2 separate regions of the Mus musculus genome follow, and region 2 is linked to region 1. The links are chromatin contacts, called in public HiChIP or PLAC-seq maps. All regions are on one chromosome and are shown on one strand. Each heading gives the region's core, a stretch centred on a gene start, on an enhancer-like site or on the middle of the called end of the contact. The rest is flanking DNA. Distances are from core to core; before and after follow the strand shown.

Region 1 (5,885 bases), core at 2,436-4,935:
ATGAGTACACTGTAGCTATTGTCAGACATAACAGAAGAGGGCATCGGATCCCATTACAGATGGTTGTGAGCCAACATGTGGTTGCTGGGAATTGAACTCAGGACCCCTGGAAGAGCAATCAGTGCTCTTAACCATTGAGCCATTTCTCCAGTCTGCCAATTTCTCTTTGAGCCTTAGTTTTCTATCCTATAAACAATGGAAACAGGACTTCTGGTAGACTGAGACTTAAAAGAAGGTAATTGGGAAGTAGACCTCTTGGATAAGTGAGTTGTGAGGCTGTGGAGGAGGAAGTTGAGGCTGGTTCTAGCAGGTATCTCCCTCTTGCCTCACCCACGGTCTGGGAGAGACTGTCTTTCCCCAAGCCTACTTCAGATTCTGCGTAGTTCCTGCATGTGTCTGCTATGCACGTCTTCTCTCTCTCCCTCTGTCCCTCTTGTCTGTAGGCTGTCCTTAAACTTCTAATGCTCACTCCTGCTTCCACTTCTGGATATGCTATCCTTTGGTCATTCTGCTTTGAAACAAGGTCTTTCTCTGTAGCCATGACTACATGGTCCAAACTGGCCTTGAACTCTGGCAGTGCTCCTGCTGCAGCCTCCCGAGTGCTGGTGTTAGAGGTTACAGGTGTATGCAACCACACCTGGCTTGATGCTGGCTTTTTTGTTTTGTTTTGTTTTGTTTTGTTTTGTTTTGTTTTTGAGTTCCACAAGCTGTAACTCCTTTGAGGACTAGGAGCTGTCACTGGACAGTTATTACCTGTCTGAGGCCCACCCTGGCCTCCTCTAGTCTGATGAGGGACTCTACTTGTCTTGGGAAACCAGTGCTTCCCCCATTCCCACCCCCACAGCCTGTCTCCTGCGTGCAGGAGTGGAGGACCTAGGATAGCCCTGGGGCTCTTCTCTCCCATTAGCCTCTTGCTGTAGTCTAAGTACTCTGCTCTCCTGAAACAGGGTGCCTGGCTGAAGGGTGTGAGAACCCTGGTTTTTTTGTTTTGTTTTTTAAATGATTTATTTATTATATGTAAGTATACTGTTGCTGTCTTCAGACACTCCAGAAGAGGGCGTCAGGTTTCATTACCAATGGTTGTGAGCCACCATGTGGTTGCTGGGAATTGAACTCAGGACCTTCAGAAGAGCAGTCAGTGCTCTTACCTCTGAACCATCTCTCCAGTCCCGAGAACCCCGTTTTTGAGACCAACACAACTACTGCTGTGGACTTCTGACTCCTGGTCCCCTGCCCAGGGACCTCTTCTGATCCTGCAGTCATGCTTGGGTAGGGCTGGACTTTGGACCTGTGGTGCCCTGGGCATGAAGGAAGTGTCCCACAGTGTGTAGGCTGTGTGTCCAATCTTGAATGTGTCTGACTCCTCTGGGCAGTGGTTTGTGTGAGTATGGGTTTTCTCTTTTGTGCCCATATGGACCTCCAGCTGCATCATTTCATATGCACACTCCACTCCACTCCATGGCCTTATGTGTAGGCACCCTTTGTGTGTGTGTGTCGGGTGTGCATATATGCCTTGGAGGTGTACACAGTCACATTATGAGCATGTGTGGGGCTGGCCATTTGTCCCAGGGTGTGTGTTCAAGAAGAGTATACCCATATGCAACAAGGTAAGGCACACACCTTTAATCCTACCCTGCACCCAGAAGGCAGGGCAGGCACAGATCCCCTGAGTTCAAGGCCAGCCAGGTCTACTGAGCAAGTTCCAGTACAGTCAGGGCTACACAGAGGTTTCTGAACCCCTGTCCAAGAAGAAGAAAGAAGAAGAAAAAGAAGAAAGGAGAAGAAAGAAAGAAGGGGAAAGAAGAAGAACAAAGAAAGAAAGAAAGAAAGAAAGAAAGAAAGAAAGAAAGAAAGAAAGGAAGGAAGGAAGGAAGGAAGGAAGGAAGGAAGGAAGGAAGGAAGGAAAGAAAGAAAGAAAGAAGAAGAAAAAGTACCTGAAAAAAGTGTACCTGAATCCATATGCCCGCAGGTGTGTCTGAAGGCTGCCCATGTGGGAGGGAGGCAGTGTAACTCTGTGCATGCACCTATCTGGTAGGATCTAGGCTAGAGGAGCCTATGGAAACTAGAGGTGAACTGGCCCTAGGCTACCCTCTCAGCCAGGTAGGTTCCTCACTTGTATGGAGGCTCCTGATGATGGTGGGGCTCTGGCTGGAAGGCTTGACGGGGGCACGGGAGTGGGTGCGTGGAAGGGAATGGGTTAAGCGGCGGCCTCCACATCTGGGAGCCATTGACGCATTCTTGCCTGCTGAGCGCATGTTTGTGGATGGATCTGGACGGGACAGATCGGGGCGGGGCGGCAAGAGAGGGGCTGGGCGGGTGGTTCGCCCCGGCGGAAATCCAGACGGGAGCGGGAGACTGCGCTAGCCCAGCGGGGCGGCAAGGGTCTGGGGAAGCGCTGCACCGCTTTGCGGAGTTTTCCCTTGCGTCCGACCTCTGGACAGAGTGTCCCACGGACCTGAGCTGTGCTACCTACCTTCCAAGGCCGCCAGAGCAAAGCCACAGAGAGACAAGCAGATATTCTAGTTCTAGGCCCGGTTCAGACACCCATGCAACCGTGGACAAAATCCCATATGGGCCTCGGACCTCCTGTTCTTAGTCTGAAAATCCGGACATCGGATTAGACTGAGCGTCCCCAGGGTGGAGGCCTGGGTGTGTGGCACTTCCCTTGCCAGTGGGATGTCCTGTGGGGGGCAGTTGCCACTTCTCTGCCCGGGAACTCGGGTGAGGTAGGCACTGCATAGTGGACTCACCCTCCTCCAGTGCAGTGTTAGAGGTGGAAACCTTAACCTCCGGCTGGCCCGGAGGGGGCTTGTGACAGTTGGGAATTGAGGTCTGGAGATGGAGTGTGGTTCAGATCCTGTCCTCCTGGAACATGTATGAACTGCCCTCGGCCCTCAAGTGGGTCTTCTAGAATGGAGAGCGACTCCAGGCCGTCCAAAGAGCTGGCTTGGGGTGACCATATTTCTAGCTACTCGAAGGGATTCAGTTGAGCTAGAAATTTCCTCTAACCTACTCAAGCCGGAGAGGTGTTTGGGAAAGAAGGATGTTCTATGGAGAAGACGGTCTTCCCTTTGTACTTCGGCTTTACAGATGAGAAATACTAAGGTCCAGAGGAGCCAAGTGTTTTGCTCAAGGTCAGATAGCTTTCAGTTTCAGCTGGCCCCGGAGGATTGTGATTAGGAGAGACAGAGACTTGACAGCTGGGGCAGGAGTCAGTGCGTTCTCCATATTACACCACCTCCTTTCTTCCCAGGTTTGGTAGGTGTGTGTGATGTGTGTGTGTCTCTGTGAGTGTGGGCGTGTAGCGGGGTGGGGGGTGGGGAAAGGGAGTGTGTGTAGGATCCCGCACCCTGAGGTTCGTTCACCGCCGAGTCGTAATTTATTCTTTTCTCTGAACTTCACACCGCCCCCCCCCCCACACACACACACCCCGAATCTCTTTCTGGCGTGTTGAGGGAGGGATTCTCCCAGATTCCCACGGTCCGGCCACTAGCTGGAAGCGTCTCCTTTAAGACTCGCCCTTCCCTGGGTCTATTAAGGAGAGAGGGGCGGGTGTGAGCATGAGGACCCGCCCCCGGTTAGTGATTGGCCCGTGGCATGCAGGGGCGGGCCTGCGGCAGGGGGGCCTCCCTCCCACCCCAGCTCCATACCCTCCGCCCCCCCCAGTCTAGGGCTCCGGGTAAAGTTTCAGCCTCTGCACGTGACTCGCCATGGCCGCTGCCGTCGCCCCGCGCCCCTGAGCTGCGGCCCCCCGGACGGCTCCTCTCGGAGGACCCCACACCCCTGACGCCGGGCAGCGCCGCGGCGCCTGCTTGGGGCAGACCCTGTGCCCGCAGACACGCAGACGGGTTGCATCCCCTCGCTTCGAGGTAACCTCTCCCCTGGAACCCTGGGGAACCCTCGATTCTCTCACACTTCGGGGCCCGGTGGCCCACTCTGGATGGGAACTGCGGGCGGGGACTGGGTGCCCGGCAGTTTCGACGGGGACCTGGGGTTTCCTGGACTTCCCAGCCTGCCGCTGGCGTGTCCGGGGTTGGGGAGCCCCGTCTGCGCCGCGTCTTCGCGCGCACAGCCTTGAGGCTTCTGCGGCCGCCTGCCGCGCGTGTCCTCGGCGCTCCAGTCGTGGCGGATCTACTGCTGGGAACTCTCTTTTCTCTTCAAACCCAAACCAAACAAAAAGACTTCTTGAAACCTGTTTGGGGAGAGATCAGATGCCCAACGGACTAGCCCCCTCCTACTCTTTCTCCTGTTACCTGAGCCGCCCTGTGGTTTGGGGAGAATCAGCCAGGGGCCCACCCCCACCAGAGGGAACTGGCTGGGGGGGCGGGGCCCGCTCAGCTGGTGTCTCGGTTGGAGTGTGGGGGAGCCGTCAGAATTGGGTGCGGGAGCCAGAGCAGTTGGGTGAGACGCGCCTGAGTTTTGTGTTACTTGGGGCTTGTGGAAGCCTTTTGGGGTGAGGGAAGGACAGAATAGACTGGCCGACCTTGCTTCGCTGAGGATGTCTGGGATTTAGTGCCACCCACGAGGCTTGGAAGCTGCTAGCCAGATGTGTGTATGTTGAGGGGTGGTTGGCAGATCAGTTTAACTGTGTCTCCTTTTCTCTCTGGGCACTGCCCTGCTGTCTTACTGTTCGTGGGAAAGGGGGACAGATTCCCCAGTGTGCAAGGCTGGGGGTGGGGGCTAGCTCATATGGAAATAATTTAAAAAGCAACAACAACAACAACAAACTGAGTCTTGGGAAGTTTCTTGCCCTGCCCCTCCACTATTCATCCCGTCTTGGATAGGATGCCCAGCATGCTGGCATGGAAGGGATGGTACCCCTTGCTCCTTACCTGATGCCAGCTCCCGATGTTGCAGCCAGATGGCTACCTTCTACCTGTGGACCGTGTGCACATGTATGTGTGGATGTTTTCCAACAGAATTGCTACCCTTTGCTCTCAGTTCTGCCCTTGATCACCCCATCAGCCCGGGGATGGGACTCAGATTTGTCATCTTTTATCTTCACAAGGCAAAACTTGGGGCACGCGAGTGGGGGAGTGGCGGGGGAGGATATTATCCAGTAAGGACTCTGATGTCCTGTGAGGAAATTAGGGTTCAGACCCCCAAACTCCTCTTACTCCTCCAGGGCTTTGTATGGAGATGAAGCACGGAAGGCCCAGATTCGAGTGGGGGTGGCCTGGAGCCTTGGGGCTTCCCCTGGAGGGGTGGAGATGAGTAGGGGGAGGGAGCAAGAAGAGGTTCTGGAGTTATCTATGTAGCTCTTTCTCCTGAGGAATAGGGGGGGATGTGGAGTCACAGAGTTTGTGTCTCTGAAAGATGATGCACTGGGAGGGGTTGGCATATACATCACTGCTGCCTGGGAGGCTGGGCTGGGAAGCAGAGCGGTCAGTGGGGTCAGACTCAAGTAGGCCCTTGGGAGCCTACGATGGTGGGTGTGCAGGCACTTGGAGGGTGTGAACCTGTGGTGTATGCAGAAGACCCACACTGCAGGAGCTGGTCGCAGTTCAGTGAAGCCCCCCGGGCTGGGCCTTGCCTGCCACAGCTCTGACTCTCTCTCTCTCTCTCTCTCTCTCTCATCTGACCCTGAATGCACCTGCTGCCACTCTGGGATCCCTCTCTGGTTCACCTCCTCCTCTTAACCATGTGGCAGCCTGGCAGGAAGCTAGCTGTAGCTCATCCTGATCACCCCTGTGCCTCCTCCGGTGGGCACAGTCACCCACACACGCCATGACGTTGTTCCTGTCAGCCTGTCTAGTGAGGGGGTGAGGACACTTGAGTAGCCTTCAGGTCTGCTTGGGTGGGGGTGGGGGGGACACTGACACGGACGCTTCCGTTAACCGTTTGCTCTCTGAAGCTGGCTCTGCCTTCTGCGTTTTTTTCTTACC
Region 2 (5,118 bases), core at 1,710-4,209, 320 kb after region 1:
ATTTGGCTCTTGTTTCTTTCCCGGGGCACAGTTTTCCTACATGATCATGTCCCCAAACACCCCTACAGTTTGGTTGGTTTGCAGGCTCTCCGGTGCAGGAACAGGATCTGCAGCCTCAGTCTTAAAGCCCAACCTCTTCCCATTCCCTTTATCTTGTCTTCTTTTCCCTCTGTGTGGGAAGTGTTCTCTCGAGGGCGGGAGGGAAATGCCTGCTTAGTGCTGGGTGCTCAGCTGCACAGTCTGGCTGATGCAAGCCCCATGCTGTCAGCACTCTCCAGCTCCGAGCCAGGTACAGAGAGAGCAGAGAACAAACATGTGAAGGGAATCACTGTTTCCACTGAACATGAGTTCCTGGACCTGAGTTCCCTTCGCTGAGATGAAGGCCTGGGAGACAGCTTGGCTTTTGTTCAAATTTCCTCACAGAGACTGATCACAGAGTAACAATATTATACAGGAAGAGAAAAACTAATCAGAACCACACTTTAAAATCCCCTTTCCATGTGTGAGAAAATGCTTTGCCTTAAAGATCTGCAGTATTAAGATTGTAACGATGATAAGGGTGTTCTGAGCATCTGTCTACTCTGTGATCACATGACTTCAAGTGTGTCAAGCAGATGTAGTTAGTTTCATTGTTTATCTTGTGCCCAGTAATTGCTTGGGCCAGGATTTCCCACTTGTAATTGATCTGTGTGTTCCACTCATACCTATGTCCTCTTACTCAAGTGGAAACGCCCTTTGTAGAGGAACTAGTTTGCATCTTCTGTATTCCCCGTCTACTTGAGGGAGGTGAAGGCACTGAATTACCAGGAGACAGACCAGTAGTTCAACAATGCCCCATTCCTTGTGTTTTTAGTATTTATAAAAAGCCCCCAAATCAAGCAGCTGTCTTTCATGTTGGGGATTTTTAAAAACTAAACAATGTGGTAGGAATTTGGCATTGGGTTTTATTTATTAATTTATCTATCTATTTATTTATTTTTAAAGATTTATTTATTATTACATCTAAGTATATTGTAGCTGTCTTCAGATGCACCAGAAGAGGATGTCAGATTTCATTACAGGTGGTTGTGAGCCACCATGTGGTTGCTGGGAATTGAACTCAGGACCTTCGGAAGAGCAGTCAGTGCTCTTAACCACTGAGCCATCTTTCCAGCCCCGGCATTGGGTTTTAGAGTAAATGACATCTCTTTCAGCCTGTGCTTATGGAAGCCTGTGACAATCATGAAAGGAATAGTAATAGATCAATTTATTTTTATATGATACATTGTTATATGCAAGGATGATAAATCTTTTTTTGAAACAAATGAATTTTTTTCATTTTTGAAATTTATTTATTTATTTAATGTATATGAGTCCACAGTAGCTGTCTTCAGACACACCAGAAGAGGGCATCAGATCCCATTACAGATGGTTGGGAGCTACCATGTGGTTGCTGGGATTTGAACTCAGGACCTCTGGAAGAGCAGCCAATGCTCTTAACTGCTGAACCAAAGGATGATAAATCTTAATCTATTTAATACTTTTATCTGTCACACACATCTATCTCCATCACCCTATCTACCTATCTATCTATCTATCTATCTATCTATCATCTATCTATCATCTATCTATCTATCTATCTATCTACCTATCTATCTATCTATCTATCTATCTACCTACCTATCTACTTCATCATCATCTACCTCTGTATCTATCACCTGTCATCTATATCTTTTATCTATCTCTATATTTAACATCTATGTATCTGTCTCTAAATCTACTGTCATCTATCTCTATATCTATCTAATCTATCATTCATCTCTATATCTACTTATCTATCTTTATATCTATTATCTATGTATCTGTCTCTACATTTATCATCTATCATCATATTATCTCTCTCTCTCTCTCTCGATATATATATATATATATATATATATCATCATCATCATCACCATCATCATTATTATCTGTCTGTACATATATAGTTAAAGACTTATTTATCTATTGGGTGTGAATACATGTACCATGGTGCACGTGTGGAGGTCAGATAATAACTTGCTGGAGTTGGTTGTCTCTTTCCACCCAGTGGGTCCTGGGAATCAAACTCAAGTCATAAGACTTGGCAGCAGGTAGCACCTTTCCCTGCTGAGGCATCCTGCTGGCTTTGTGCTGTTTTTATTCTATAAAGCGGCACAGATAGACGGACAGTTATACAAGTTCATACTCGTTGGCTTTTTCCTCCAGGCAGTTTTGTGCTTTAGCCTTTCTTTAGATAGACAGTTCCACCCACTATCTTTTAATTTGGGGCAATAATCTCTCAGGGCTTGGGTATTACTCGGTTCACAAAGTATAATTTCATTAGCGGCTTAAGATACTACTCAATCAAGCCTATATTTTAATAGGATTAAAGATACACAATTGGCCAGCAAATACAGGAATTTTTTTTCTTTTAAACTTTCAAAATAATTGGTATGGGTGAGAGCCTTTACCAGCTAGTCGTCTTTTTTTGGGATGTAGCTGAGTTCTGCTCACACGACAGAGCGTGTCTCCACATGGTGTGGTTGAGCTTGTTCTGTGTGTTAGTTATGAAGACGACACTTTGATGAAGAGTTTTGCAATGAACATGCTTGCTTGTCAGCATTTTCCAGCAGGCTTTTGTGTGTATGAGAAATGCTTCCATGCATGCCCATCTGTCCCGTACACCTCCCGTGGAGTGATAAAGCAGGGACCTTGTTACCCACTGGGCTCATCTCTTGTCCCTGTAGCTCGATAATAAAAAAGCAGGACAAAGTCTCTTCTGGCATCTTCCATGGTGCTTCTGCTTCCTGTCATGTTTCTCGCTATTGAGCACAGGCAAATACTTTATTACAGGAGGAGGTTATGTTAGGACCTTAATCACACATTGTTACAGTGTAGCACAATTGCATTCTATTGTTAGCTTTACAGGCTATAAAGATTCAGAGTCTGGTTCCTCTTCTCCACCCTGTTTTTCTCAGTGGCCACAGCGAGAAACGTGGTTTGTGTTTGCTCTTGTTAAAGGGTGGTTAGCTGGACAAGGATTTACGTTTCCTAACTTTCCCCCTTCCTCTTTGTGACAATTAGTCAATCATATCAGATGGTGGAGTCCAGCCTTTACTAGTGGGGTTGAAACACAGTTATCACTTGCTGAGTGGAGGATGGCATGCATGGTCAAGCATCTCTGGTCTTTATGTTATGTAAAAATTGTTTTCCATCACCTGTGGCTGGTTAATAACAAAGAGAGCTGCCGTGAGCATACACATGGACCAGATGTCATAGCCAAGGCTAGACACAGATGCAGTTAAAGGACTGTTTGGCTAGGTGGTAGCAGCCTAGTTTGGCTAGAACAGATCAGAATCTGCTTACAGTTTATTAATAAAAACACTAGGTTTCTGTTCCTTTATTTGGGAGCTAGAATGGGTTACAGCAGGTGTAAAAACACCCTGAAGTTATTTGGGAGCAAGGGGCATAGAAGCTCCCCAAGAATTACAATTACAACATTCTGCCCACAGTACAAAGCTTGCCTTAGTCCCATTGTTTAAACTTTGTGACCTGTGGGGACCTTATGTGATTTTGTTTCTCTCTAAAGCACCCCAGGATTCACCCTATGTGCCATTTATCAAAGACAGGGTTCTTAGCAATGGTCTGAGATAGAACTAGAGAGAACCCTGAGTCCTGGGAGTGGCTACTGGTAAGAAACTTTCAGTGTTATTCTTGCTTAGAAAGTCTGTGCCTGTGCTTGGATATGTGCAGTTCTCTCCCGAGTGCCTCTCTTTCTAATAGCCACCTACTTAAATCTATGTTAAAAATATCTTTTTTTTGGAGCTGGAGAGATGGCTCATCAGTTAAGAGCACTGACTAATCTTCCAGAAGTCCTGAATTCAGTTCCTAACAACCACATGGTGGCTCACAACCATCTGTAACGGGATGTGGTGCCCTCTTCTGGTGTGCAGGCATACATGCAGGCAAAACAGTGTATACATAATACATCAACATTAAATAAATATCTTTTTTGTGTGTGCTGTGTATTTGTATCTGTCTGTGTGTGTGTGTGTGTGTGTGTGTGTGTGTGTGTGTGTGTGTGTATTAGAATGTGTGCCTGTGCATGTGGAGGTCAAATGTTAATGCTGGGTGTATTCCCCAAACACACCCTCTCTCTTAGTTTTTGAGACAGGATCACCCACACAATGTGACGCTCATGAATCTGAGCTCATGGATTGGCCCAGGCTGGCTAGCCAGTGAGCCTCAGGGATCTTCCTGTCTCTCCTTCCCCAGGGTTGGGTTAAAAGCTACAGGAGTATGTGACCACTTTCAGCTTTTCTGAGGGGGCTGTGGATCCACTCTCAGGCTCTCATGCTTTACCAACTGATGCTGACACTGTAGAAACTACTCTGATTTAAAGGAGGAGGTGGGAAGTGTCCCAAGAAACAGTCTTCAGGGGCAACAACTTATTGTTTTGTTCTGGAAATCAAAGCTAGGACTTTATGCATGTTGAGTGTATGCATCTGTCATGAAAATACATCTTCACTCTATAGTTTTTCTATCTCTTTGTATGGTTATCATCTATGACTCTGTAGCTTATCTATTGTCTCTCAATTGATCTATCATCTATTATTTACATTTCGTTGTAAAAATAAGAAAAGACTAAAAAGGGTAAAAAAGAATTAAAATAAGAGTAGTTTTTCTTTCTGTTAAAAACAAGGGAAAAGTAGTTTCCCTAACTGCCAGAACAACTGCACATGCACACACATACACACACACACACGAACACACATGTGCACACACATACAGACACACAGCACACACATGCACAAGCACACACACATGCAGACATGCACACGCACGTGCACACACACACACAAACGCACGCACGCACACACATCATCAACAACAGTAACAAGGGAAGAAGTGGGCATGGGTACATGGCTGTAATCCCAGGAGTACTTGAGAGGCTGAGGCAGGAGGCTCTAGTTTGAAGGTTATCAAAGACTACATAGCAAGACCTTCTCTCACAACAAACAAAATCAGGGATCCAGCCAGCATCCCCTCTATTCCCTTTAAGTTGAACTCTTACGCATGCTTTTGTAAATTCTTTCTTTAGCTTTTTGAAACCTTTAG

Evidence for each region. HiChIP or PLAC-seq counts read pairs in DNA pulled down with a chosen protein or histone mark.
Region 2: a contact with region 1 is called in an H3K27ac HiChIP or PLAC-seq map of large pre-B cells, with 2.0 times the contacts expected there. The contact joins the enhancer-like site here to the promoter of Rara in region 1. A contact is called at or near these places in 3 of 39 promoter capture datasets (frontonasal cranial neural crest, hippocampal neurons and maxillary cranial neural crest), 1 of 484 Hi-C or Micro-C datasets (CD8 T cells), 2 of 115 datasets of contacts at active chromatin or transcription factors (forebrain and large pre-B cells) and 2 of 9 other capture datasets (adipose tissue and pancreatic islet).

What each region holds. Positions count from the first base shown.
Region 1 is chr11:98,934,011-98,939,895 of GRCm38.p6, forward strand. It overlaps Rara (retinoic acid receptor, alpha), which reads left to right and starts at 3,686. Exons shown (of 9, transcript NM_009024.2): 1 at 3,686-3,869. Gm46294 reads right to left here. Exons shown (of 3, transcript XR_003949771.1): 2 at 3,914-4,192; 3 at 3,253-3,531.
Region 2 is chr11:99,250,197-99,255,314 of GRCm38.p6, forward strand. All of the region lies in intron 2 of Gm32385 (a long non-coding RNA gene), which reads left to right. Among named protein-coding and RNA genes, the nearest start is that of Krt222, 8.6 kb to the left of the region's middle. Within about 2 kb of position 2,960, at least 16 of the 459 cell types and tissues checked have an H3K27ac peak or open chromatin away from gene starts, as enhancers often do.